Regions from separate parts of the Ovis aries genome. Here regions 1 and 2 are each linked to region 3. A link is a contact called in public Hi-C data. All regions are on one chromosome and are shown on one strand. Each heading gives the region's core, a stretch centred on a gene start, on an enhancer-like site or on the middle of the called end of the contact. The rest is flanking DNA. Distances are from core to core; before and after follow the strand shown. Region 1 has its middle 200 kb from the start of NRIP1. Region 2 overlaps LOC106990868 (a long non-coding RNA gene). Region 3 holds the start of NRIP1 (nuclear receptor interacting protein 1).

Region 1 (3,590 bases), core at 1,068-3,567, 200 kb after region 3:
AGGGAAATAAATGAAATAGAAAGAGTAGTTTCTGGGAAAATATGGATAATTTAGTATCATATTATGGTGAAGCAATTAACAAATTAAATATTGGTATATTAAATCCTAAAATAATAGTATTTTATATTTTTATATATAAAAAGAGAGACTTGTTTGTGTGGCTTGTGGCAGAAAGCACAAGAAGGGTATGAAGCTATTGAAGAGGATGCAAAACTACCTTTTTGAAAAAGAACAGTGACAAATTTGGTAATATGGTAAAATCACTGTTGTGACAAATACTTTTGAAAGACCTACTACATAGATGCACATTTTTCATATCTGAAAAGAGAAGAAGAAAACTGAATTTTGTCTAATCACTGCTTTTAACCTCTAGGGTTGAGCCTGTCACTCCTTGGTCATTAGAAATGCATTCTTTTTCTGCCAATGTTCTTGACTTAAAACTGTGGTATTCCTACTGGGTATTTTCCTTCCTCTGACAGTTAACTTTTTATTATTCCTTTTATTCAGAAATGAAGAGTTCCTATTTAAAACTGTTATAGATCAACGTATAGGTATGAGATGGTGGCACTTAGGACCCCACGAGGTGACTTTCTTATGATAGCATTGGACCATTGTTGGTAGTGTCAGGTTTTTTTCTCTCCTGTACTTTCACCTGCAGTTTGATCCATGATTTTTCTCAACAGGGTTGACCTCTCAATAGAGGAGGCTGATCTGTCTGCCCTCTGGTTTCCCAGAAGATCACAATCATGCTGCAATTGAAACTGCTTCAAGGTAACTTGAAGTCATCACTTTCTGGACTGCTTATAGTTCGTCTCAGGGATGACGAATGCACCCTTTATGTTACATCTTGAAAATCTGGCATCATCCATGCTTTCTACATCTTCATTTCAGTACAGACAAGTTACAATAAGCATGTCTTCAATGCCAGTATGTAGGAGACAGTATTAAATTGCCTGTGAGCAATTTGTGTTTCCACAAGCCCTCTTGGTGATTTTGAAACAGAGAGGCCCCAGTTTAAGTAATAAACAGTAACTGCTGGAACAGAAATCCCCCAGATCTCACAACAAAATCTCATTTCTTGCTTACATCACAGTCCAATATGGGTGAGACAGATGCCCTCTGTCTTGTAGCTAAGACATCTTGAACACTTGGCTTTCAAGTTGCTGAGGGAGGAAAAGAGATCTGAAAGGTTGCTTGGGAAGGGTTTATGGGTCAGGCTTTGGATTAGCTTATATTACATCTGCCTACGTTTTGCCTGCAAGAGTCTAGTCAATTAATTGCAACATCCAGCCAAGAAGGCTAGGGAATGTAGAAGAGCAACCTGGTTGTTTGTGAGAGTTAGCAGTTGGCCACAAGCAGGAGCAGGGAAACAGTATATTACATCCATCAGCAGGTAAGTCATTCTAATTTTTTCTTCTATTTATAGGTGGCACTAATGGTAAAGAACTCCACTGGTGTCCAGGTTTGATGCATAAGACAGGGCTCTCAGGGCCAGTTAACTGGGATGACCCTGAGGGATGGGATGGAGAAGAGGTGGGAGGTGGATTTAGGATGGAGGACACATGTATACCCATGGCTGATTCATGTCAATGTATGGCAAAAACCACTACAATATTGTAAAGTAATTAGCCTCCAATTAAAATAAATAAATTAATTAAAAAACAAACAAAAAAGAACTCCCCTGGCAATGCAGGTAGACATAAGAGACAAGGGTTCAATCCCAGGGTTGGGAAGATTCCTTGGAGGAGGCCACGGCAACCCACTCCAGTATTCTTGCCTGGAGAATTCAAGGGACAGAGGAGACTAGCAGGCTACAGTCCATGGGGTTGCAAAGAGTCAGACATGACTGAAACGACTGAGCGTGCACATAGCATCTGTGGACCCCTGGTGCCGAACTATTACCTGGAAAGTCATCTTCCATTGCATTTGACCCTTCTTCTAGGCTAGGGTCTGTTTATTCCTTCCAGAGCTTCGTCTCTGAACCAGTTTGTGACCGGGCACAGATAAGATGTAGACATAGACATACACAGACAAAAAAACACACATAGACAATAGACACAGATAGACAAACAGACATAAAAATGGAAAGTCTGGTTCAAACTGTACTGAAGGGTAGAATTGAAAGATTATTCTCTTCCAAACTATACTCTTCCCATTTCCGCAGAAGAACCAAGCTTGAACCATGTGTGGTTCGTCTGGTGTTTAACTTCCTAACTCTCAATGAGGATCATGAACTTCAGTCTCACAAAGATCATGCAGGCAAAGTAAACAAATTAAGCAGGGCACACGGAACACAGGTGGAGGGCTGAGGAATGTGCTCAATGGCATAGCACAAGCTCCATCTAAGGGAGGCCTGTTTGTCAGCTCTGGTTAATTGCTCCCATGCAGGAATGCAATTTTAAACGCTGCTAGATCGTTCTTCCACTTTTTTTTCTCAAGAAAAATGGGAAATATGAATGTTTTGGTTATGTTTCTTAATTTTTACAAACATTATATGGGAAATAAAAAATAAAAAAGGCTTCTTCTGCAGAGTTTGCTTGTGGGCTACCAGTTTGCAATTCCTGCATTAAATTGTACATTTATACCTCCATTTGACATTAACACCTTAAATTGTTTAACAAATGTAAAGCCTCAGATTTACAACTTAAAATATCTTTACTTTTTCACATGAAGGGTGATGAATTTGCCGAGCTTATACTCTCTATTTCCAGTTGATTTCCACTCCCTTAATATTGTACTAATCATGTTACTACCAAACTGTATTTATCAAAGTTGATGTGCATTAAGTCCTTAAGTCCTGATATTAAGATTAAAAAATTAGCGCTTCTCCACCTCTTTGTGCCTCCTTTCCTCCATATTTTCTCAGCTCTGTTAGCTGTGCCATTATTTTTTACATGGCCGAATTCATATTATTTAAGTTATATATTACCATTATAATTAACTAAATATATGACTTTTTGTCTATTTTATATTTTAAAATTCAGAACCAATAAATGTTTTCAATATTATAATTACAGTAATTATTAATCACCACAGAACTAGGCAGAATGGTATAATCCTGTTTCACTAAGCCTTATCCATGTGACAAACAAGACTCCAAGAGGGAAAGTCAAGGGGTTTTCTTTCCTTCCACACCACGAGGAGTTCAAAATCATCCCGTATTGCACTTTTCTTTGTATTTTTTGAGGCTTCCTCACATAGATCTTTTCTTTTCTTTTCTTTGAGTGTTCAATCTTCTTTTAATTGTCCTTACTGAAAGAAGAAACTTGAGCTTTTATTTCAGCCTCAGGATAATCCTGCCTTTCAAGTTTACTACATGTTGAGGTTAATCCTTTTGTTCTTAAAAACACTGTGGTTAGAACCCTTGATATTCATGTTCCAGCTCTGACCATTTTTCTTCGCACATGCCACAGCGCCCACTCTGAGGGGATTTCTTTTCATGGTTCTTTTGTGTTGGGGCCGCTATTTCTTAGATCCTATGATTTCTATTTCTTCCATTCCTTTCTTTGCTGGTTTGAAGAGAAATCACAATTACATTTTTCAAAAGAAGCGGTAAGTAAAATAACTCATTTTGTGTTTGAAAATATATT
Region 2 (3,815 bases), core at 1,082-3,581, 190 kb before region 3:
GGTTTAGTGCTTAAAGGAGAAAACAAAAAGACGCCCCCTGCTGGCCACTTTAATTTCTCCCCTATTGGCTCAAAAAAATAAAAGAGACAGGGAGAAAGACCTCTTTCTTTACCTGTATTTAAGATATCATTTAATCTTCTATCACTATTTTTTATGTATCATTTCTCTCTTTAATTGAAATAAATGCATTCATACCAACACATATTCCTAAAGACAACTTGGTATTTTGTCTTTCCTTGATCATAAGAAAAATAGTGTCTTACATGTTTTGTTTTAAAATTGCACTTAAAACTATATCACTAGCAGATTCCTTTTTGTTCTTCATACCATATCAGGGCATAACAATTGGGCTAATTATCTCAAACTCACAGAGGTCTTTAAAAATAATATAGTAAATCAGAGTTTTATTAACATTTATTTATTATAACTGTCTTTTGTCCTGTTCTAGAAAACTAAGGTACTATGCCATAGCAAAAGTTTCCTGGTTGTATGTGTTTCATGCTGTAACCTGAATCTATGAGGAAGTCACCCCATAGACTATTCTTTAGAAAATAGAACTTCTTGGGGCAGAATGACCCAAGTTGCCCAGGAATGTAAATAAAAATGATTGAGTATTTCTCTCTTTCCATAAAACAAATATTTTACTACATTGTGTACTATAATAACCTTTCTCACATACAACAGAGAAGTATTAACATCCATCATATATAATTAAATGCTCAAAGCCTATTTGTAAAGCAAAAGCTGCAGTAGAATGACATCACTTACATTTAGTTATCATCTCGAAAGAAAGTGTGATTAATAGAAACAGGATGCTTGGGGCTGGTGCACTGGGATGACCCAGAGAGATGAAATGGGGAGGGAGGTGAGAGGGGGTTTCAGGACTGGGAACTCATGTACACCTGTGGTGGATTCATGTCAATGTATGGCAAAACCAACAGAGTATTGTAAAGTAAAATTTAAAAATTTAAAAATAATAATAAAAAAATAAAATAAAATAGAAACAGAAGTATTCTCCTAGAGAGTTTGTGCCCTGTAACAGTGACATTTATATTAGAACAAACTACATATATAACTATTTGTCTTTATTTTGCTCCAGATCAACCTAGCTGAATGTTTGGGCACATGTGATAACTGTAGAGAGATAGACAGCTTCTTTGGTATTGACTTGGCTTTTGTAGAAGCTTTCTCTTCCTTGACTAACTCTTTTCTCATTTCTACTGTCTTAACTTTGGGGAAATGCATACATAGCTGGGCCATTTGCCATTCTCTCTGATAGACCAGGGACAAGCAGACTACTCATAACCCAGTTCATGATTTAGTTTTAAGTACATTATGATTCTACATAATACCTTTGACCTCGCAGAGTTGGTGATGTGAGCATAAAGGTTGCCAGGACACAGTAAACTTTTCCTGAGACAGAGTCCAATCAACATCTTTATGACAGTCCTTCTGGACTGTTTGACCTAATACCTACAAGCTGGTCATGAGACAGTCAGGGGATTGGAAATGTATCACTTGACTGGGTTTTCAGATTGATAAAAAAAAGAGTAAGCAACTGTGCTATCCAAAAGGTTCCAAAGTCTCAGGGTCATTTAGAGTCAAATACAGCAGCTCCTCTTCCTAAGTCCGGGAGTTCTCCCACCAACCAGTGCCCAGGAGAGGGGAGTTTCCCTAATTTAAACAAGAAAGCCTACAGCCTGCTCAACTAAGAGCCAAACGAAAAGGCAAGGTTGCCCAAGAATCATGAGACAGTTGGAAAACCCCTGTGGCTGGCAACCGTTGTAGCAGAATCTGCACATTAAATCAGTGAGGGTTTATTTGGGCCTCCAGTTTTGATAGAAAATAACAATTTCTCTCCTACATTTGCTGTCTGTTGGTTTATGAAAGTCAAAGCTCTTTCTCTGGCCTGATTGCACCCCTGCTCTTTATTTATTTATTTATTTATTTATTTATTTATTTTGGTCCTGAAAATAAAGCTCATTTATTTTTAGTTTATAGCAACCATTTCCTCATTAAGAGATTACACTATTAGCTAATATAACCTATGAAAAATTTTTTATGGGAGTAGAGTTGATTTACACTGTTGTGTCAGCATCTGCTGTACAACAAAGGGAATCAGTTATACGTATACGTATATACATTTTTTTTTATTCTTTTCCCATATAGGTCATTCGAGAGTATGGAATAGAGTTTCTGTGCTATACACAGTAAGTCTTTTTTTTAATATACAAAACAGATAACTCCTGCTCTTTTAACGGCTGGACAAGTCATTGCAACTTTCCATTACCAAGATGCTCCTGATGGGGGCAATATTGAACCTGGTCAGGGGATGATTTTCCTCTTCCTGGCTGCGGCTTCCCTGTGCATGACACCATGGTCTTCGTAGACAGGACTTCACTGTCCTTAAAAGGAAAAAGGCCAGCACACTTGCAAGTTGGATTGAGTCAGTGAAGTAACCCTTGAGAAGCACTAGGTTCGTCTTTAACGGTTCCTGTTTACTTTGCTGAGGAGAGATTATGAGAAGGAAATAAGATCACATTTTGAAGTATTTTCATAATGCAAGTTATCACTGAAACCAAATACTCTTTTGAATCAAACAACCTTAAAACGATGTACAATTCTAATATCTATTTAATTAATCAAAATTTTTCTTAATAAATAATAAAATATATTCTATTTGTGTTTTAGAGGGGACATATATTGCACATACTCATAAATTCTTAAATACAGGGAAACTGCTTGGCAGAGAAAATTTTAAAATTTTCAGAAGTCTTCATTATACTGGAAGTTTTTGAAGGGAAATAGAATTTTAACAGCTTTTTACTCAATCACAGAAAAAATAAAATAAAATCATTTTCTAAACTCTGAAGGAAAAAGATATATTAGGTCATAGACTTCAAATGCTTGTCTCATTTCAGACCTCTTGTGACGTCTTATGACAACATTGCCTACCTTAGTAACTGTGGAGTATTAGGAATCTTGGGAAATAGTACAAAGCATGAAAAAATTTATATTTTCATGTATACGAATATATGTATGTATGTGAGACTACGCAGAGAAAATCTCACAAACCTGTATCAGTATCCATGTTTTAATATTGATTGGAATAGCTTAGGAGTTTATATTAATAAAAACATATCCTAATTTTCTAAAGTTTTAATAATTATATATATACACATATACATTACTAAGGAGAATGCCATATGACAATTGAATTTATACAACTGCAAGCCAGGGAACACCAAAGTTGGCCAGCAAACCATAAGAGGCTGGAAAGAGACAAGGGTTTCCATACAGGTTGCAAAGCTTCCTTTATGGTTGCTATAATCTGAATGTTTCTATCCCCTAAAATTCATGTGTTGAAATCTTCATTCCCAAAGATGATAGTATTAGTAAGTGTGACCTTTGGGGCTTAGTTTTAGGTGAGAAGCTATAATGCTGCACAGATGTGATATAAAATATATATATATATATTATATATTAAATATAGCTCCAATAAACTTTCAAAAATTATTTTAATATGACAAACTGATTGTTTTAAAATTATACAGGTAAGAATTGCCAAAATAGTTCTGAGTAAGAAGAATCCTGAGAACAGGATATTTTTCATAGTAACAGTTACATTAAAAATATATAGTAATGAAAACAGTATCCAGAATAGACATTTCAGTGGGACAGAAAAACATGCACAGCAAAGGGCTCAAATATTTATAAAATTGTAGTAAAGGATACATTGGAATTATAAATTATTGAGGAAACGTGTTGCTGTTCAATGAATTGTGCTAGGAAAATGGTTCAATGTTTTGGGATAC
Region 3 (3,455 bases), core at 706-3,205:
TCCCAGGACCTGCACGGGGTTCACTCTAGAGGTGAGCCCGGTTTTCTGGCTCCGGAGAAAAGTGATGGTTGAGGCCTCGGGTCCCAGGGGCCTCGCCCTCGGGAGGGGAAGGACACGTACCAACGGGCCTGGCTGGACCCGAGGGTCGGCTAGGGGCCGGGAGCGCGGTCCCCTTGCCTACCCACTTTCCCCAGTCCGGGATCCGGCCAGCTCAGAGCAGGGAGGCACCCGGGCGAGAGGCGGGGGGAGCTGCGCCCGGCGCCGCCCAGGACGCCCGGGGCAGCAGGACTGAGAACGGCGCGACGAGAAGCGCCCGGGGCTCCGGGCCGAGGAGGACAGCCGAGCGGGGGCGCGACCCCGGCCCGGGTCCGGGGCAACACGGCGGCCGCCCTCCCGTCCCCGGCCCAGGACGGCCAAGAACGCGCCGGTGAGCCCCCGGGCCAACTCCACAACTTGCCGGCCCCGCTGCCCGGGCCCCCCGAGTTCCCGGGCAGGTTCGGAGCCGGCAGGAGAGGCGGGATTTGCCCGGAAGCCGTCCCCCTCCGCCGAGCTCACCCCGCCGTCCGCGTCCGCTCCCGCCGCCCCGCAGCGCGGGCCCCCCGCCGCCCCGACGCCCCCCGAGGCCCTGCCCGCCAACGCCAAGCCAACGCCGCCGCGGGCCGCGCTCCCGGCCATTTCCGGCGGCGGCGGCCGCTCGTCCGAGCCCCCCGGCCGCGGCCGCCACTCACCCGAGGCCGCCGCAGCTCCGAGCGCCGGGGCTCCGGCCAGCTCACTCCGCGAAGGCGCCCCGCCGCCCCGTCCTCCCTCGGCGCCCCGGCGAGCTCTTCCCTGCGATCGGCAGCGCTGCCGGGCGCAGCGGCCGCCGCGAGGCCACGGGCGGGCGCGCGGGCGAGCGCGGGGCCGGGTCGTCCCTCCGCCTCGGCCGCCGCCGCCGCGCCGCCTCCTCCTCCGCCGCCGCCGCCGCCTCCCGAGTTCGGGGCTCTGCTGCAATGTCTGCGAGGCTGACTTTGAGCGCCTCGCTCGCCGCCTGCCTGCCCGCCCGCCCGCCCGCAGCCGCGCTCCTCCCTCCGCCGCCGAGGCGGCCGCGGCCCAGTCCCTCCCCTCGCCGCTCCACGCCATTCAGCTCTTCAGCCAAGTTTCTTAACCCTTTTTTCCCCCTCTCTTCCATTGTCACCGGGGCGGCAGGCACGCGCTCGGGTCCCGGAGGCTCGCGGGAACTGCGGGGCCCCCTCGGTTGGCTGGTTTTCCTCCTCGCCCGCCCTCCGGCCGGCCGGGCGGGGGCTGCGGGCGCCCCGAGGCAGCTGGAAGAGCGCGGCGGCCGGGAGAGGTGGGTGCTCCAGGCGCCCCGAGCCCTTCCCCGCGGCTCCCAGCTCTGTCCAGCAGCCCCCACCGCCGCCGAAGGCGCCGGGACAGCTCCTCCTGGGGCTCCCGGGGGGGTGGGGACCACTCTCGTGACCCAGGCCAAAAGCCCGCGAAGGGGGCTCAGCCTGGGGGTCGGGACGCCCCGGGTCCCTTCCTGGGTGCCGGCATCTTAGGCTTCCTTCTCCTCCCACTTCACCCCACGACCCGTGTCTCCTGGGCTCCCTCTCGCCCACCCCCCCCAACTTCCACCACCTTGTAATCTGTGTGTCTTGCTTTAGTCTGGCCGGGGGTGGGGGGGGCTAACTGCGGGTCCCTCTGATCCCGCGCCCTGCACGTAGAAGGCACCCAGGGATAATCGGCGGGTGAGTCCGAGAAGAAAACTGGGAAGGAGACCTGAGGAGCGCCGGGTTCAGCTCCTCGGACGGGAGCAGGGTTTATCTTCTGCTGCTTTGTCACTGCGAAGTCTCCAGCGGAGCCGTTCCTCGAATCGACACCGTCCTCGGACCGAACCTGACCCTCCAAGACAAGGCAGAAGGCACCCAGCTGCCACTTCTCGGGCAGCTCTCCGCCGGTTCAGGCTCCGAGTAAGAAATAACAATTACATCACGAGGCCGGGGCGGCAGCCCCGGAGAGCCTCCTGGTTTCCTGCAGCCTGATCTCCCTGAACCCGCCTCTAAATTGGGGGGGATACGGATTGGTGAAGAGAGAAAGTGGAGGGAGGAGAGAGTCATCCGAAACCATCATTTCCCCCTTCTCCGTGTATTTGCTGTTTTAAAATCTTATCCTCAAGGCTCTCCCCAAACATCAAGCTAGAACTATTAACACCCCCGCAACACCTCCCCAGATGTCAGGTTTCTTTTTGACTCTAGCATCTAGCATTTAGTAACTCGCCATGAAAAAGAAAAAGAAAAAAAAAAAAATTGCCAGGGGAAATGAGGACCGTTGCAGAAATTGTTTTTGCTTGCTGCAAAAACGCTGAAGTACAGCTTAGGCTCACTGTAAACTCCGAAATGGCATGCCTGTGTTTAAACACTTATTACACAAAACAAGTGAGTGGATAAGACACTCCATTCCTATGTGTAGGTTTTCAGATCCTTAAGGATTCGACAGCATTTTAAAATAAAGTTGCTAGTGCACTTAAAAAAAAAACACAAAACTATCCAAGTCATAGAACAGTATTCTATGCCTGTTATGTAATGGTTGTGTTGTGCGTGTAAAATGTCATTTAACCTTTAAAAATATGAATGAGGATTCGGGAACACCTTCACAGTCTTAAAAGGGAAAGCGATATTTCAGAAGAATGCTTAATAATACAGCACCTAGCACAGTGCTGGGCACATGGCAGGAAGATTTTTCTTCATGGTGATAGTGCATTTTAGAACAATTATTTTACATCACCCTAGTGATTTCAACTGTGCGATCTGTTGCCATCTTATATATTTAAACCTCATATGAGAGCTTATTATTTGTATCTACCACCATTTGAAATCTGTTCAAGGCAGCTTAGTAAAGTCCACTGTTCTGCATGACAACATTTATCCAGGATTGATTCAGAGCCAACTGTTTGAATTAAGTGATAGGCAGCATTATTGGAGTGTGACCCTTTAAGGAATCAAACTAATTTTCTTTAAAACTGTTGTACAAAGATTTTCTGAAAACGTATTATAAATGTTTCTATTTTCTTAAGCCATTTTTTGGCTTTTTCTTGAAAATTCAGAGTTAATTTTGATAGTAGGTTATAATGAATTTAAGGACTACATCAATTTCCTGTTCTCTATCAAGCTCCTTCCTAGGAGTCAGGGATGCTCCCAGGATGAATAGAAGCCATCAGTCCTCTCCCTGAAGGACTCCAGGATACTATGATCCAGTGATCATCTCTGTCTTTCATAGTTGCTCTCTCTCCCCCTTCCCTAACTAACAATCTTTTCTCTCTTTTGCCAGGGTTCCTGTCTCTAACATTATCCTCCTCTTCTGATTGGCAACTGCTAGTCTGGTGCAGACTGAGATTCCAGATAGCCTCATTTGTCACCATTCAGTCTAAAGTAAAACAAAATAGTGCCATGTAAGGAACTGATGTGCTCACCAAGGAGAAA

What was found. A called contact is a pair of places that touch in the nucleus more often than the background predicts.
Region 1: a contact with region 3 is called in a Hi-C map of liver, with 2.5 times the contacts expected there. The contact joins the enhancer-like site here to the promoter of NRIP1 in region 3. A contact is called at or near these places in 2 of 16 Hi-C or Micro-C datasets (liver and tail adipose tissue).
Region 2: a contact with region 3 is called in a Hi-C map of tail adipose tissue, with 4 times the contacts expected there. The contact joins the enhancer-like site here to the promoter of NRIP1 in region 3. A contact is called at or near these places in 3 of 16 Hi-C or Micro-C datasets (hypothalamus, liver and tail adipose tissue).

Annotation. Positions count from the first base shown.
Region 1 is chr1:142,722,203-142,725,792 of ARS-UI_Ramb_v3.0, reverse strand. No RefSeq gene overlaps it. Among named protein-coding and RNA genes, the nearest start is that of NRIP1, 200 kb to the left of the region's middle. Within about 2 kb of position 2,317, at least 3 of the 54 cell types and tissues checked have an H3K27ac peak or open chromatin away from gene starts, as enhancers often do. A contact at or near this core is called in liver, where this site is marked.
Region 2 is chr1:143,112,412-143,116,226 of ARS-UI_Ramb_v3.0, reverse strand. LOC106990868 (a long non-coding RNA gene) reads right to left here. Exons shown (of 5, transcript XR_009600820.1): 5 at 1-2,506. Among named protein-coding and RNA genes, the nearest start is that of TRNAC-ACA, 31 kb to the left of the region's middle. Within about 2 kb of position 2,331, at least 13 of the 54 cell types and tissues checked have an H3K27ac peak or open chromatin away from gene starts, as enhancers often do. A contact at or near this core is called in liver and tail adipose tissue, where this site is marked.
Region 3 is chr1:142,920,659-142,924,113 of ARS-UI_Ramb_v3.0, reverse strand. It overlaps NRIP1 (nuclear receptor interacting protein 1), which reads right to left and starts at 1,955. Exons shown (of 3, transcript XM_060404029.1): 1 at 1,615-1,955. LOC106990866 (a long non-coding RNA gene) reads left to right here and starts at 1,273. Exons shown (of 2, transcript XR_003591646.3): 1 at 1,273-1,946; 2 at 3,304-3,455.